5 separate regions of the Zea mays genome follow, and all the other regions are linked to region 3. Evidence: chromatin contacts called from public Hi-C data. All regions are on one chromosome and are shown on one strand. Each heading gives the region's core, a stretch centred on a gene start, on an enhancer-like site or on the middle of the called end of the contact. The rest is flanking DNA. Distances are from core to core; before and after follow the strand shown.

The links. A called contact is a pair of places that touch in the nucleus more often than the background predicts.
Region 1: a Hi-C map of endosperm shows a contact between it and region 3, with 2.8 times the contacts expected there. The contact joins the promoter of LOC100285835 here to the promoter of LOC103632825 in region 3. A contact is called at or near these places in 3 of 25 Hi-C or Micro-C datasets (endosperm, leaf and tassel).
Region 2: a Hi-C map of endosperm shows a contact between it and region 3, with 3 times the contacts expected there. The contact joins the promoter of LOC100279065 here to the promoter of LOC103632825 in region 3. A contact is called at or near these places in 10 of 25 Hi-C or Micro-C datasets (bundle sheath, ear, endosperm and 4 more).
Region 4: a Hi-C map of ear shows a contact between it and region 3, with 3 times the contacts expected there. The contact joins the promoter of LOC103634152 here to the promoter of LOC103632825 in region 3. A contact is called at or near these places in 4 of 25 Hi-C or Micro-C datasets (bundle sheath, ear, leaf and 1 more).
Region 5: a Hi-C map of tassel shows a contact between it and region 3, with 2.4 times the contacts expected there. The contact joins the promoter of LOC100191879 here to the promoter of LOC103632825 in region 3. A contact is called at or near these places in 2 of 25 Hi-C or Micro-C datasets (ear and tassel).

What each region holds. Positions count from the first base shown.
Region 1 is chr7:127,038,379-127,041,078 of Zm-B73-REFERENCE-NAM-5.0, forward strand. It overlaps LOC100285835, which reads left to right and starts at 1,292. Exons shown (of 5, transcript NM_001158725.2): 1 at 1,292-1,881. The coding sequence starts at 1,750.
Region 2 is chr7:127,634,126-127,636,825 of Zm-B73-REFERENCE-NAM-5.0, forward strand. It overlaps LOC100279065, which reads left to right and starts at 1,291. Exons shown (of 9, transcript NM_001354577.1): 1 at 1,291-1,903. The coding sequence starts at 1,397.
Region 3 is chr7:127,374,905-127,377,604 of Zm-B73-REFERENCE-NAM-5.0, forward strand. It overlaps LOC103632825 (probable GTP diphosphokinase RSH3, chloroplastic), which reads right to left and starts at 1,413. Exons shown (of 6, transcript XM_008654556.4): 1 at 400-1,413; 2 at 121-306. The coding sequence starts at 1,083.
Region 4 is chr7:127,106,833-127,109,627 of Zm-B73-REFERENCE-NAM-5.0, forward strand. LOC103634152 (serine/threonine-protein kinase) reads right to left here and starts at 1,266. Exons shown (of 4, transcript XM_020541272.3): 1 at 590-1,266; 2 at 356-491; 3 at 1-82. The coding sequence starts at 1,015.
Region 5 is chr7:126,931,310-126,934,009 of Zm-B73-REFERENCE-NAM-5.0, forward strand. LOC100191879 reads left to right here and starts at 1,379. Exons shown (of 2, transcript NM_001137303.3): 1 at 1,379-2,700. The coding sequence starts at 1,444.

The DNA of each region.
Region 1 (2,700 bases), core at 42-2,541, 340 kb before region 3:
GAGGAGACATTCCGTACGGCCCGCGGTACGGGCGCTGCTGACAATGACACCCGGGCTCGCGAGGTCCCCCGTGCTGTTCTGCTTTCTTCCCGTTGCCAGATCAGGGAGAGTACCGCTCCGACGTGGGCACCAGCACCACCGCACTCACCCCTGTTGGGTTACCTGCGATCGGTAGAGATGTGTCAGTGTGCATTGGGAAGTTTAGGAACTGTAATAAAGGATCAAAATATCGTAAACACCGTCGCCCGAAACTCGGGACCATCTTTTCATCATGTTACTCTGACTAAGTGATCTGGTGTTAGACGAGAGATATTATAGGTTAGGTCTTCAAAAGGTTAGGGTTACTCTCTGAACTTATGAATTTTGACACACACACACAAAAAACACGTAATTTTTTTAGAATGAATCTAAATTTACGTGAAATACACATGAACATGATTTTTTTCCTACATTCCAAATATAATTGTTTTCCTACACAAGAACATAAATCTAAAATTTTTCATAGAATGTAAATCCACTTCGGAGACGAGACACTGTTTGCTTTTCCAGGACGAAAAAACATGACATCATAGCACGTATTTAGCGACACTAGTCAAAAGTCATTATAGCTAAAAGGTTGTAGTTCTGGCTACGAATCTTGAGCAACGTGTGCTCGTTTTGTAAAGGGAAATGATATTCTCATAGCTGCCACCTGCCATCAATCTCATAGGCTGGGCTGTTGCATCAGGTAGGGTCATTGCTTCTCTGCCGGAGGACACGAGCCGAGCGACCCTGTGCAGATCCAGGCCTGTTTTAGTTCAGAAATCCTCTAGGGGGTGTTTGGTTACACCCCGCTAAAATTTAGCCTCTGTCCCATCGAATGTTTAAACCTCCGTTACAGGTATTAAATGTAGTCGGATTATAAAACTAATTTATCAGCCGAAGATTAAAAGACGAGACGAATCTAGTCCAGTTGGTTGGGTCTATATTTTATACTCCTATTTAAAAGTCAAACGTTTGATGTGACACGGGCTAAACTTTAGCAGAAGCAACCAAACACTCCTAAAAAAAACTGAAGTTCAGAAACAGATCGTCGCCGCGGTCGGCGCTCGGCATGATTTTCACCGACGCCGATCATGGTTTTGCACTGTTGAGCTCATGAACGGAGGCAAACCCCACGCCGTCCGTGATCCTACTGACCCGTCCCACGCCGTCCAAGCTAAACCCCAGCCCTGTGGGCGTGGAGCCCACCCCGCAGTCAAACAAGCCCCCACCAATTAAACCCCAGCAGCCTCCTCCTCCCCGGCTCCCCCTCCTCTCTCTGCCCCCGCTCTCCCGTTTCTCTCTCTCTCTCAACCCCACGTCACGCCGTCCCCCCCTCTCTGCCATTATTGCCCGCGCAGCCATCCTCTCTCTCCCTCTCGTCGCCCCCGCTCACAGTGTGATTTATGGGGACGTCCGGCTCCTCGCTTCCTCATCCAGACCTCCCACCACCTCCTCCGCATCCTCTCGCCCTGCTTCCGTCGGGCGCGCGAACGCGAGCTTGTCCGCCACACCCGCCTCGTACGTGCGATACCCTCCACCGCCTCAGCCCGCTGTGCCCCCTGCTCGTCACCGCGATTTATACCGTACCACCATCAGCCAGCCACCACTCGCTCCTCGACATTCCGCTTCTCTAGTCCCGAACACCGGCCGGGACTCGTTAGCCGGGTGTGCGCCGGTACGGTGTGGGAGGTACTCTGCTAGCCTCCGCTAGTACATGTGAGGTCCATGGGGGAGGAGGTGGCGGTGGTGCTGGAGCCACCACGGCCCAAGTCGCCGCCGAGGTACCCGGACCTGTGCGGCCGCCGGCGGTCGCAGCTGGAGCTGCAGATGCTCAACCGCGAGATCGAATTCCTCAAGGTGAGGCATCGCCGGCAGCAGCGTTCCTTTCATAAAGTTCGACTCCCCCTTTGACTTGCCCCAATTTAATAAAACCTTCATAAAGTTCGCCACTACCAGCACCAGTAGGATCCGATTCGTCGCGTGCAGTGTGTAGAAGGGCCCAGCTCCAGCACTAGCGTGGGGAGATGCAGTAGTTTTTAATGGCAGGTTGGTGCGAAATCTGGTCGATCGTTGGAGCACACCACGCCATCTATTCCGTCTTCGTATGGGGATGAGAGCGGGAGGGCGGCGGATCGCGGCAGCGCAGTTAAACCCGAGGGCGCAGCGACAGGTTTTGCCCCAGTTGCCCTCTTCGGGCGTGCCGCGGCTGTACCTCTTGCTCTTGGGCCGTGCGCGTGCGGTTCGGTTCCTTGGGAGAATAGAGGTGACGGGGGCATGGCATGGGCAGTGGCAGTGCCATTGCCGCAGCCTGCCCCTGTCAGTGCTGCGCGTGGAGCAGCGGGTGGGCGTGTCCGCCTGCTGTTCTTGCTTCGCGGACACGCACACGGCATGGCTCGTCGGGCATCATCATGAGGGTTCGTGCAGAGGCAAACATGGTGCGGTGCACGGTGCGCCGTACCGTACCGTACCGCACTGTACATGTACTACTGCTGCTTATGGGCTGGGCTGCCACAGTTTGGGGCTTTCCATGTTCTGGACTAGATTTCCTCTTTTTTTTATCGAGGGAAACGAGCGTCTTTTTGACTGGTCAGGCGTGCTTTGGTCTTCTTTTTATCTCCTCTCTTGCAGCTTCAGTTGCTTTACTGGCTCAGCAAAGCAGGAGTCTTATTGCTAGTC
Region 2 (2,700 bases), core at 41-2,540, 260 kb after region 3:
TAGTTAGAGCATCTCCAAGCGACTCTTAATTTTTGGCTCTCTATTTGACTCTATATTTATCTTTTCATAAAGATTACACTTTATATGTAGCATCTCATCAGTCCAACAGGATCTAGTTTGACTAGTCAGAGTGGCTAGCCAAGTTTGGCCAGTGACGGAACCAATTTAAAGAGTCAAATAGCTTGACGAGTCACATTGTTAGTCGGTTGGAGATTTATTTTGCTACTAAGTAGCCAAAATTTGGCTTGACGAGTTAATTGACTAATCTTTTGAAGATGCTCTTAACTAACTATTTGTTAATTAGCTAATTATACTAGAATTTTTTAGTCAACTAACTATTATCTATAGTGCATCTAAGGGAGTGTTTGAATGCACTAGAGCTAATAGTTAATTAGCTAAAAATATACTAGTAGAATTAGCTAGCTAACAGATAGTTAGCTAACTAGTAGTTAATTTACTAAAAATAGCTAATAGCTAAACTATAAGCTAAGGTGTTTGAATATCTCTAGCTAATTTTAACCACTAACTATTACTCCCTCCGGTGCAGTAAAAGAAGTCATCCTGCGCGTGACCGAGCGTGCACAAAAAGAAGTCATAGCGCGCGTGGGTCTGGGATTTGGACGTTATTGCCCCTAGTAATTGCACAAAAAAAGATGCATTTAAGAGGAATCGAACTTGAGACCTCCAGTCTAGAATGCCTTGGAGCTGCTGCAGCAACCAATCAAGCCTGATTGTTTTAGTGACATTAATGCACTCATATCCCTATTTAATAGGGGCAAACAGGGAAAACTCTATGATAATTAATCACTCCTTGGTATGCACAATTATGTCCTAAACGACTACCTTTACTGCACTGGAGGAAGTATCTCTAGTGCATTCAAACACCCTCTAAATACCCTTCATCTTCCGTGTTCGCTCCTTCCAACCAATCGATACAGAGATCTATTCTAGAAAGCAGCTTTATCCGAGAATCTAGCGGAAGCTGTTTTTCGAACCACGCGGCCCACCTGAGCTGATCTTTTCCTCCCTTTGTCAGAGTCCGCAGTTACTACCGCAGCTGAGAGATCAAGACGAGATCTCGGACGAAATGGAAGTTTCTCAAATTTCTGCATGCGAACGAGAACGAGCGCCGACGCGTCCAAATGGCAAGGCCGTAATTGCAGTGCCACGTCTGACCGTTTCCCTGTGTGTCTGTCTCCTCACTCCCGTGTCCCGTCTCCTTTTTTCCCACTACGCGGTCTTCGCTCGCTCCTCGAGTTCAGTCCTCACCTCCCCACCGAGCTCCATTAATGGCGCCTCCCCTAATTTTGCCATAAGTGCCGAGACCACGTGGGGTCTGGGAAGGAAAGGCTACTGCCACTTCAGAGGTCGGCCTGGGAGGCTGCATCGCATCCACATGGGGTACCAGCCCATGCACGGCAACGGCGGGACAGCCGGTGCCGGGACATCAGGCTCCGGCGGCGGCGGCGGCGGAGACCACTTGCGCCACCACCAGCAGCAGCGCCTGCACAGCCCCCGCATGGCCGGCGGAGGCTCCATGACGCGCCGGGCCAGCTCGTTCAAGCGCGGCGGGGGCGGCGAGATCGAGCTCCAGATCGGCTCTCCGCGCTCGCCGAGGTGCGACGGGTTGGGGAGCCCTCCCTCGGACTCCGTGGAGTCGTCCGGTAGCGGCCTCCTCCTCCACCAGAGCCAGCAGAACCAGCACCTCCGGTTCCGGCTCTTCAAGCCGCCGGTCTCCGGCGGCAGCGCGGTCGGACTTGGTCTGGGGATCCGCGAGAGGAGGAAGCTCGGGAACATGCTGTTCCTCGCCTTCTGCGGCGTGTGCTTGCTCCTCGGCGTCGTCAAGATCTTGGCGGGCGGCTGGTTCGCCCTCCCTGGCAATGACAAAGACGCCGATTTGAAGGTAAATAATTAGGATTTTTATGTGCAATGGTAGCTGTTATTATTTGATACGCCTATGTTGTTCACCCTCCTGAGTCATGATCAACAGCTCCTGGAGAGTCACCTAAATGTCTTATCCCAACTTGTCATGATGAATAAACATGCTCTCAGCCTACTTGTTCAGTTACTTGCAAGCTCGGTGGTCTCGTTGCAGAAAGCATCACGATTTTCTGAATTTGTTTATCAGATGCCCCTTTTCATAGAATTTATTACCCTTAGCATTCCCAATTGTAGCAATGCATTTTGCGAGCCTAGTAATTTCCAGCTGTAATTTCACTCAGTGGGATTAGGACCGCAATGGTTTAACAGATATCTGATGGGACCTGCATTCTGTTGTGATCCTTTTAGTTTGGATTGTATAAAAAATCATTTTAATGAAATAGCTGGGAGATATAAGAGACCGGCCTAGCAAAAATAATCTGGTTTTGGATCTGTTAGGTTGGACCATTTGAGTTAGGGAGCATATCAAGTGCAAACCAATCTATTGGTGCAAAACTTGCAAACCAACACAAGAATGGAGACAAGAATGGAGGTGGCAAGACCTTTTTTATATGATTTTTTTTAAAAGGTTCTCCCACCTCCATTCTTTTGTTGGTTTGCACCAATAGGTTGACTTGCACCTGATATGTTACATTTATACTGTTCTATGGAACTTCATTAGATAGGTACCAATGAGAAGCTTTCGGTACAGACGGACAGGTATTGGCAGTTGGCTTACAAAGAGACACTAGCTCTAATGTTACTGTCTATTACTCTATT
Region 3 (2,700 bases), core at 163-2,662:
TCATAATTGGACCAAATAATTGCAACTGATCTAGCCAACAACTTGTTGATACACAGAGGAAATAACGATGCTTTCCAATCGCAACAAATTATCAAGTTCCAAGGGAAAAGGAACACATACCCCTTCGACGAGATCGGCAACCCCAGCACCAAACATATGGAAGATGTGGTCATAGTCAATGAATGAATCATCAATGGTGTCATGCAGAAGCCCAGCAGAGACAACCGTTGCATTTGCGCCGACCTTGGCAAGTAGCACAGCAGTCTCCACACAATGTTGCAAGTAGGGGTCACCACTCGCGCGCGTCTATTCGCACAACAAAAGCAGAGACAAGATTCAGTAACTATCAGGATCGGACAATTCAGGCACTCAGATGGAGGTTGGAATTTTGTGGTTTACCTGGCCACGGTGAGCCTTCTCGGCCTCCAAGAAGGCCTTCACGACCAGCTCCTCGTGGAAGATGCGGTGGCGATCCTGGGCACTCGCGAGCAGCTCTTGGGCGTATGGCTCGCAGGCAGGGCTAGCCTCCGCGAGGTTCTCGTCGAGCTCGAACGCGAGCTCGCTGGCGCCGACCTCCGGGCGAGGGCTGGTGGGCGGCGCGTAGTCAACGCAGGAACCGAGAGCGTTGCGCACGAAGCCAGCGAAGAGGCGGTCGCGGTCGCGGGCGGCGAGCCAAGAAGCCGGTGGGCTCCGGGATGGTGAAGAGGTGGACGGCCCCTGGAACACCGACACGGGGCTGTGGTGGTGGTGATGCAGGTCCCTCCGCTTTAGCTGCGAAGACGAGTGGGAGTGCGAGTAGGAGTACCCGCCCCCGTCGGCGGGGACGCTCAGGTCGTCGGATCTGTTGTGCCACAGCGCACCGAGGTCGTCGTGAGCCGGGGCGCGGGGCGGCGCGGCCGCAGCTGCCGGCGAGGAGAAGAGGCAAGACAGGCCGCCGCCGCCGGAGGGCAAGCGGTACGAGGCGGCCGGCGGCGGGGGCGCAGCGGTGGTGCAAGGCGACGAGCCACGGGAGGCTGGGTCGAACTCCGAAGAGTAGACCGCGCCCGGCGGACTGGTGTACATGGAAATCGCGGGCAACGACATCGCCGGAATCAGGGATGCCTCCGACGCGCTCGAACTGAAAGCCGCTTAAAGCTGCTAACTGTTCGGAATCGGAACTGAATTCGGCGCCGAAACCAAAAGGCAGCACAGAACAGAATCCGATGCCAAAGATTTGACCTCGGTGAGGTGGAGTCGACGAGTTAATAAAAATCGAACAAGAGGAAGTGTTGCAAACAGCTGAAATCGGCGTGATCAAGCAGGGAATTTCGTGGGGAGGGCGAGGAGAGCAGGGAAATGGGGAAAATCTGTTCGGCTTGCGTACTACTTGGGTTGCGTCCCGTCTGCTGCTGCGTGTGCGTGAAGAGAGAGAATCTGGGACCCTCGCTAATTATAGGAAGGCGGCTGGCTTTCAAAATGCCGAAACCGCCCCTCCTCAGGAATCTTCTATCTACCGTGTTGCCGGAGTTTTGGCCGTTAACTAGTTTCGGTTTTGCCGGTTTTGTCAGCCTTAGGCCCTTAGCGATTAGGATTCGAGTGTTTTAAATACGGACCCGGAAGAAGAGGATAGATCTTTAATCCAAGGCTATTGCGGTTCAAAAGAAGAGGAGAAACTTTAATTCAAGTCTACGTATTTGCTAAACTTTTGCACGCTACAACTTTATAATATAATCATCGATATTTTAAATGTAAAGAACAGTCTAGCTATCAGTCATCTGTAAACTAACATTGAATCACTGCAATTGAAGTTTTGCCTCCTACTAACATTTCGCTGATTTTGCGACTCAGGAGGAGCCGGCCGATTGCAATGTGCTAGTAGGATCGTCAGCTAGAGTGCTAGACGCCCAGTCGGCGACACCGCCTTTCTATCCAAACGAACGAATTGGTGGCGTTACTGTGACTTCTTTACGCCTTGGACATACCGACACATGTCTCGATTAAATAAAAAGCTTGCCCTATCCAAAACCTTCTTCATTCACGCCCCCTGGCCACAGCTAATGATGCTCGATGTGATGCTAATGCGCCATTATCATGCCGATAAAAGCAATGCAAAAGCAAAATAGTAGTAGAATAAAAGACTTTCTAGAAGGTGCTACAGCTTATCCACTACCTCTAGGTTCCCTAGAGGGGTGTGGAGTGGAGTTGGCGCGGCGGCCATTTTCTAATTCGCTGTTCCTGCACTCCGGCAAGCTCCTACAGGCCGTTGCAGAAATCATGGAGATTCGGCCGGCAAAATTCTCCATCACAGGGATTATTAGGTTCCGCTTAAGCATTGAGTGCTACCTGTTGCGGTCACCATATTTGTCACTCTTTTTTTAAAAAAGAACTGACACATTTGTTTCTTTTGAAAGTATTTACCTATAGCATTATATAATCCTTTTTAATCCCACCCAGCCAAATCCCTCGTACACTCATAACTTTCACTAAATCCACCAAACAAAATATACTTAGACTTAAACACACAATAAAAAACAACGATTCAGATAGCCAGATAACCCCTCTTCATCACTCCCTCAAATTTAATGAACAACATTATTTAAATACAATACTCATATTTCATCCCTCTTCTTCTACCTCCCCGCCGACCCTCCCACTCACGTCGTTGTCGTCGTCAACCTCTCTTTTTGTGACACCACCGTTGATCCCTCTCTCGATCATCCG
Region 4 (2,795 bases), core at 16-2,515, 270 kb before region 3:
GCGTCGTGGAGGAAGGCGAGGCCCTTGGCCGCGCCGACGGCGATCTTCATCCTCGTCATCCATGGGAGGGCGCCGTTGGTACCTGCAGCGACAAGGACGTTTCATGTGAGTATTTACTTCCTCCCCGGCATTGACCAAGGCTTGTGCATGTGTAGGCATGCGACCTGGCAGCGTATACAGCATCTACTAGGCAAAAAAATATTTTGCTCCTCCAGAAGGCACATTACAGAGCTCACCTAGTCCTACGACTTTAAACAGAAGCAACGGAAACCGGAGGCTTTGCTTGTTGGGCTCAAAAAAAAAATCGACCAAGCTAGCACGCGAGGCGACCAGAAGCAGGAAAAAAAGAGCTCACTTTTGAACAGGTGGTTCTCCAGGCTCCCGAAGCTCATGAACTCGTACACCAGCATCCGGTGCTCGGCCTCGTAGCAGTAGCCGATGAGCTTCACCAGGTTCTTGTGCCTCAGTTGCCCGAGGAAGAACACCTCAGCCTGCGAGAGCAAACAAAACGACAAAACCCCCCGCAGGTTCGGTCAGCGTCTGATCCGGTCGATCGAGCCGGTGACCGGCGTATGCATTATCCACTCACCAGCCACTCCTTGTGCCCCTGCGCGCCGCCCTCCAGGTCGAGGTACTTGACGGCGACGTCCTGCGCGCGCAGGCCCGGGCGGAGGGCCTCGCCGACGGCGCCCCTGTACACGGGGCCGAACCCGCCGCAGCCGAGGAAGTTGGCGCGGGAGAAGCTGGCCGTGGCGGAGCGCAGCTCGGCGTACGTGAAGGCGTGCAGGTTGGACCCGGACAGCGTCAGCGACAGGTCCTCGGGGGAGAGCGTCTCCGACGACGAGCCGAGGCTCGTGAGCGACATCCGCGACGACGACGACCTCGGGCTGTCCTTGCTGCTGCCGCCGCCGCAGCCGCGCCTCCGCCGCCGCCGCAGCGTCGAGCCGTCGTCCTCGACCGCCGCGCTGCCGCCCACGCAGCACAGGTAGGTCCTCCAGGACTGGGCGCCGGCCATGTCAGTCGGATCGAGAGAGGTGCGTTCGAGGAGCTCACGCGGGAGATTGAGGCTGGCCGGAGGGAAGGTCTGGGAGAGAAGAGAGAGAGAGATAGGCTTAGTTGGGGAGAAGCGCAGGTGGGCAGGCAAGCGTTTTATAAGCGCGCGCGCGCTCGCGGCTGGGGAGACGGCGATGGCATCGCGGGCGCAGCGCACCCAACCGGTGAGCGCCCGCACGGATGGCCGGCCCTGACTTGGAGGAGCGCGGCTTGTGGTTCTGGCAACGACTTTGAGCGCGCGGCAAAACCAAAACCGCGGGTGATGTGACCCCGCCGCAAACAGGGGACAAACACCGGGAGAGAACACCACACCTCACCACTGGACTGGACAACGCTGCATGGTGACTGGTAGCTGGGGCGCACGGCGTCACCGCTCGTAAAGTCCCCAACAGCTCCCCCAAGGCTGAAAGGGAAAACAGCAACCGGGTGACTCGGTGAGTAATGATGTGTTTGATTTGAGTAATGAGCTAGTCTATCATCTTCTTGTTTCTCACTATTTTTTGTTTGGTCTATAAAAAATATAATAAGTTGATTTATCATCACCTTATTTCTAATAGTTAGTTCTTAGTACTAATATGAGTAATGTAGTCACCCCACCAAATTTGAAGAATAAACCTATAATACACCACATCAATTTAATTAGATGAAATGATTCATCAAACTAAACACCCTATAACTGTGCAGCGTCACACCTACGAATAGTTTAGCGAGTCCATAGTAGTTAGTCCAAAGGTGTTTCATCCGATCCGGTTACTGCTGCTGGCGGCTTGCGCTAGTTTTCGTAGTAGTTAGTTAGTTACAGAGCGGTTTCGTAACTTTCGTTCGATGGCAGAGAAGAGCCGTGGATTTGTCTGCTCAGTGCTCGTCTGGGGCAAGTAAAAAAAAACGGAGGTCCGCAGGTGACGCTTAATTTGCAACTTGTGTGGAAAGGGCAAGTAAAAAAAAGCAAGCAAGGGATCGATATGGTATGGCCTAGCTAAACCCAGCCGGGGCGCGTAACGGAACTGGGCGTCGCCGCTGTTTTAGCCGGACCGTGCCATATGCCATGCATGGCCAAGTGTCAACGTCACGACGGCTTTGCAAGCTACGACGAGGACGATGATGGAGTGCTGGTCCAAAACGCTAGAGAACACGAGGTAGATTAGAGTCTAAACTCTACTAGTTCGTGTGCCGCCTAATCCTATAGCAGCAACAACTTTTTGCCTGGCGTTGGAATTGGAATGAGATTCGTGCATATCGATCTCCGCCTAATCTATCCTAGTACCTAGTACCTACCAACTGCTGCCGGAAAGTCTGCCCATGCATGGCACAGCTCTGACGTAGCCACGCGTTGTATCGTCTTCCCCTGTGGGCTGTGTGGGTGTGTGGATGGGTGTGGGTGGGTTTGCGAAACGAAACGGTGTCCTTTTTCTGCTCTCTGTCCCTGTCTGAGCAAAAGACAGGGCAAAAACTATCCCATCCTATTCCTTGGCACACGCTAGATGCATTTTTTTTGTTTTGATGAGACGCAGGCTACAGGTAGAGACGACATCGCAACATGCCCCGTATCTGAACCACCCTACAGTCCTAAACACGAGATCGGTCCTCCAGTTTATAGAATTGGGGAGGGTAATCTCCTGTCCACTGCTGCAGCGACAGCAGAATGATGACGATGATGATGAGGCCAACAGACGGGCCAGCACTTGGCAGTTGGGCGAGCCTGGCTGTCTGAGAGAACTTAAGAAGTCGAACGCGACCACACA
Region 5 (2,700 bases), core at 129-2,628, 440 kb before region 3:
ACGGTGTGGCCGGCGGCGCGTCGGGGGCTTGGCGGCCGGCGGAGCAGCAGGGCAGGCGGCGGGCGGCAGGGGCGGCGGCGGCGAGACATGGCGACAGAGAGAGAAGGAGAGGAAGACGCGAGCGATAGAGATAGTGAGAAGAGAGGAAGGAGCCCGGCGACGGTTTTAAAAAGCGTATTTTTGGCGGCTAAGGCTTAGCCGCCAAAAATAAGAAGCTATTTTCGACGGCTGTGTCAAGAGGCCGCCAAAAATAGTGTCTTATTTTCGGCGGCTAAGCTCTGGCCGCCGAAAATACGTGTGCCGCCGAAAATGGTAAACAGTGTTGTTGTTATGTAAGGAATTAATTGACAACAGCAATATGGAGTTTTGTACTTACTCATGTATGCGACAGGGCACATAAAGTTAGACCAATATCAAACTGGTAACCTGTAGAAAACACGATTGTAGGGCCAGCTAATTTGACTAAACAGTGAATTGAAATAATGGTAGTAGATCATACCTAAAATATCCCATGAGGCCATGACTACGATGCCCAGTAGTACTGGCATCATCAGGATCAGGCTGCGAAAGTGCCTGCTAGGCTTTGGCAACCGAATCCGACTAAACGCCATCGCGAGGCAAGGAATCGTGGCTCCACGCGGTGCTCCGCCCAAGAAAGTGGAAGAATGGGCGACGCAATATCGCAAGGCCAAAAAGGGCTTGCAATGCTCGTGCACGTACGTAAATGCACGAGCTCAGGCCGCGCGGCTAAGCGAGGCGCCTGCGATGCGCGCGCATGCTCGACGGCGCCCCATATGCGCCATGGACGCGTTCTCGGTGCGCTGTGGTGTGGAGCGCGGTGGTACCGGCGCTTCTTTACCTAGGCTCCTTGCCTTCCCACTACGAGCTGCACGATGAATCCAATCCCTCCACCTCGCCCCCAAGCACGGCAGACCACCGGCCGACCGGTGCTAGTACAGCGAGAGGCAAGTACGTGCGCGGCCGGGGGCTGCGCCGCTTGTAAAGGAGGACGTCTCTGAATCATGGCGTGTGTGGTGTGTGGACGCCGCCGGCGGACATGCATGATGGCCTGATGGGCGGTCCGGTGCGTGGTGCGCTTTCCGCCTCGTTGTCCGGCTCAAATCGTGCAGGATGTAGCACCGGGGGAAAGTCGACGTTGACACCGAGAGTGCCACGTCGTTCGTCAGATAGGAACATTTTCCCTGATGATATACAAGGACACATCGGATATATGCTTTGCTTGCACTAGTTGTGCGATATAATTAGGTTCAGAGCTGTCCGTTTAAATTAATACAAAGAGGAGCAAGCGTCAACAGTGCTTATTATGCTGATGCTAACTGGCTCCTTATTTGAACCGATCGAACGCCTCTGCACAGCCAGACTCATTCGGTGAAGCTCACTCCCTCACCCAACGCTCCATAGTCCACACTCGCCGTGCTCCCCATGCAGCAACCGCTTGTGCTCCTCCTTCTCTTCTTCATCGGCTCGGCCAAGTATGCCGTCGCCTCCCGCGCCGACGCCGGTGCGGCTACCTACATTGTCTACCTGAACCCCGCGCTCAAGCCGTCCCCCTACGCCACGCACCTCCACTGGCACCACGCGCACCTCGACGCCCTCTCCCTGGACCCCGCGCGCCACCTCCTCTACTCGTACACGACCGCCGCGCCGTCCGCGTTCGCCGCCCGCCTCCTCCCATCCCACGTGGCGGCGCTCACCACTCACCCTGCCGTCGCGTCAGTGCACGAGGACGTGCTCCTGCCTCTCCACACCACGCGCTCCCCATCGTTCCTCCACCTCCCGCCGTACAGCGCGCCTGACGCGGACGCCGGGGGCCCGGACGTCATCATCGGGGTGCTCGACACCGGCGTCTGGCCCGAGAGCCCCAGCTTCGGGGACGCCGGTCAGGGCCCTGTGCCTGCGCGGTGGCGCGGGAGCTGCGAGACCAATGCCACCGACTTCCCGTCCTCGATGTGCAACCGCAAGCTCATCGGCGCCCGTGCCTTCTTCCGCGGCTACTCGTCGGGGGCCGGCGACGGCTCTCGAGTCGGCGCCGACCTAATGTCGCCGAGGGACCACGACGGGCACGGCACGCACACCGCGAGTACGGCAGCCGGGGCCGTCGTGGCGGGCGCAAGCCTCCTCGGGTACGCGCCGGGCACGGCGCGGGGCATGGCCCCCGGGGCGCGCGTCGCGGCGTACAAGGTGTGCTGGAGGCAAGGGTGCTTCAGCTCCGACATTCTGGCGGGCATGGAGAAGGCCATCGACGACGGCGTCGACGTGCTCTCGCTGTCGCTGGGTGGCGGCGCGTTCCCGCTCTCGCGCGACCCCATCGCGGTCGGCGCGCTCGCGGCCACCCGCCGCGGCATCGTCGTCTCGTGCTCCGCTGGGAACAGCGGGCCGTCGCCGTCGTCTCTGGTGAACACGGCCCCGTGGGTAATCACGGTCGGCGCCGGGACGCTCGACCGGAGCTTTCCGGCTTACGCCCAGCTCGCCAACGGCGAGACCCACGCCGGCATGTCCCTCTACTCCGGCGATGGGCTCGGTGACGGCAAGATCCCTCTGGTGTACAATAAGGGCATCCGTGCCGGCAGCAACTCGAGCAAGCTCTGCATGGAGGGCACACTGAACGCCGCGGAGGTGAAGGGCAAGGTGGTCCTCTGCGACAGGGGCGGCAACTCGAGGGTGGAGAAGGGGCAGATA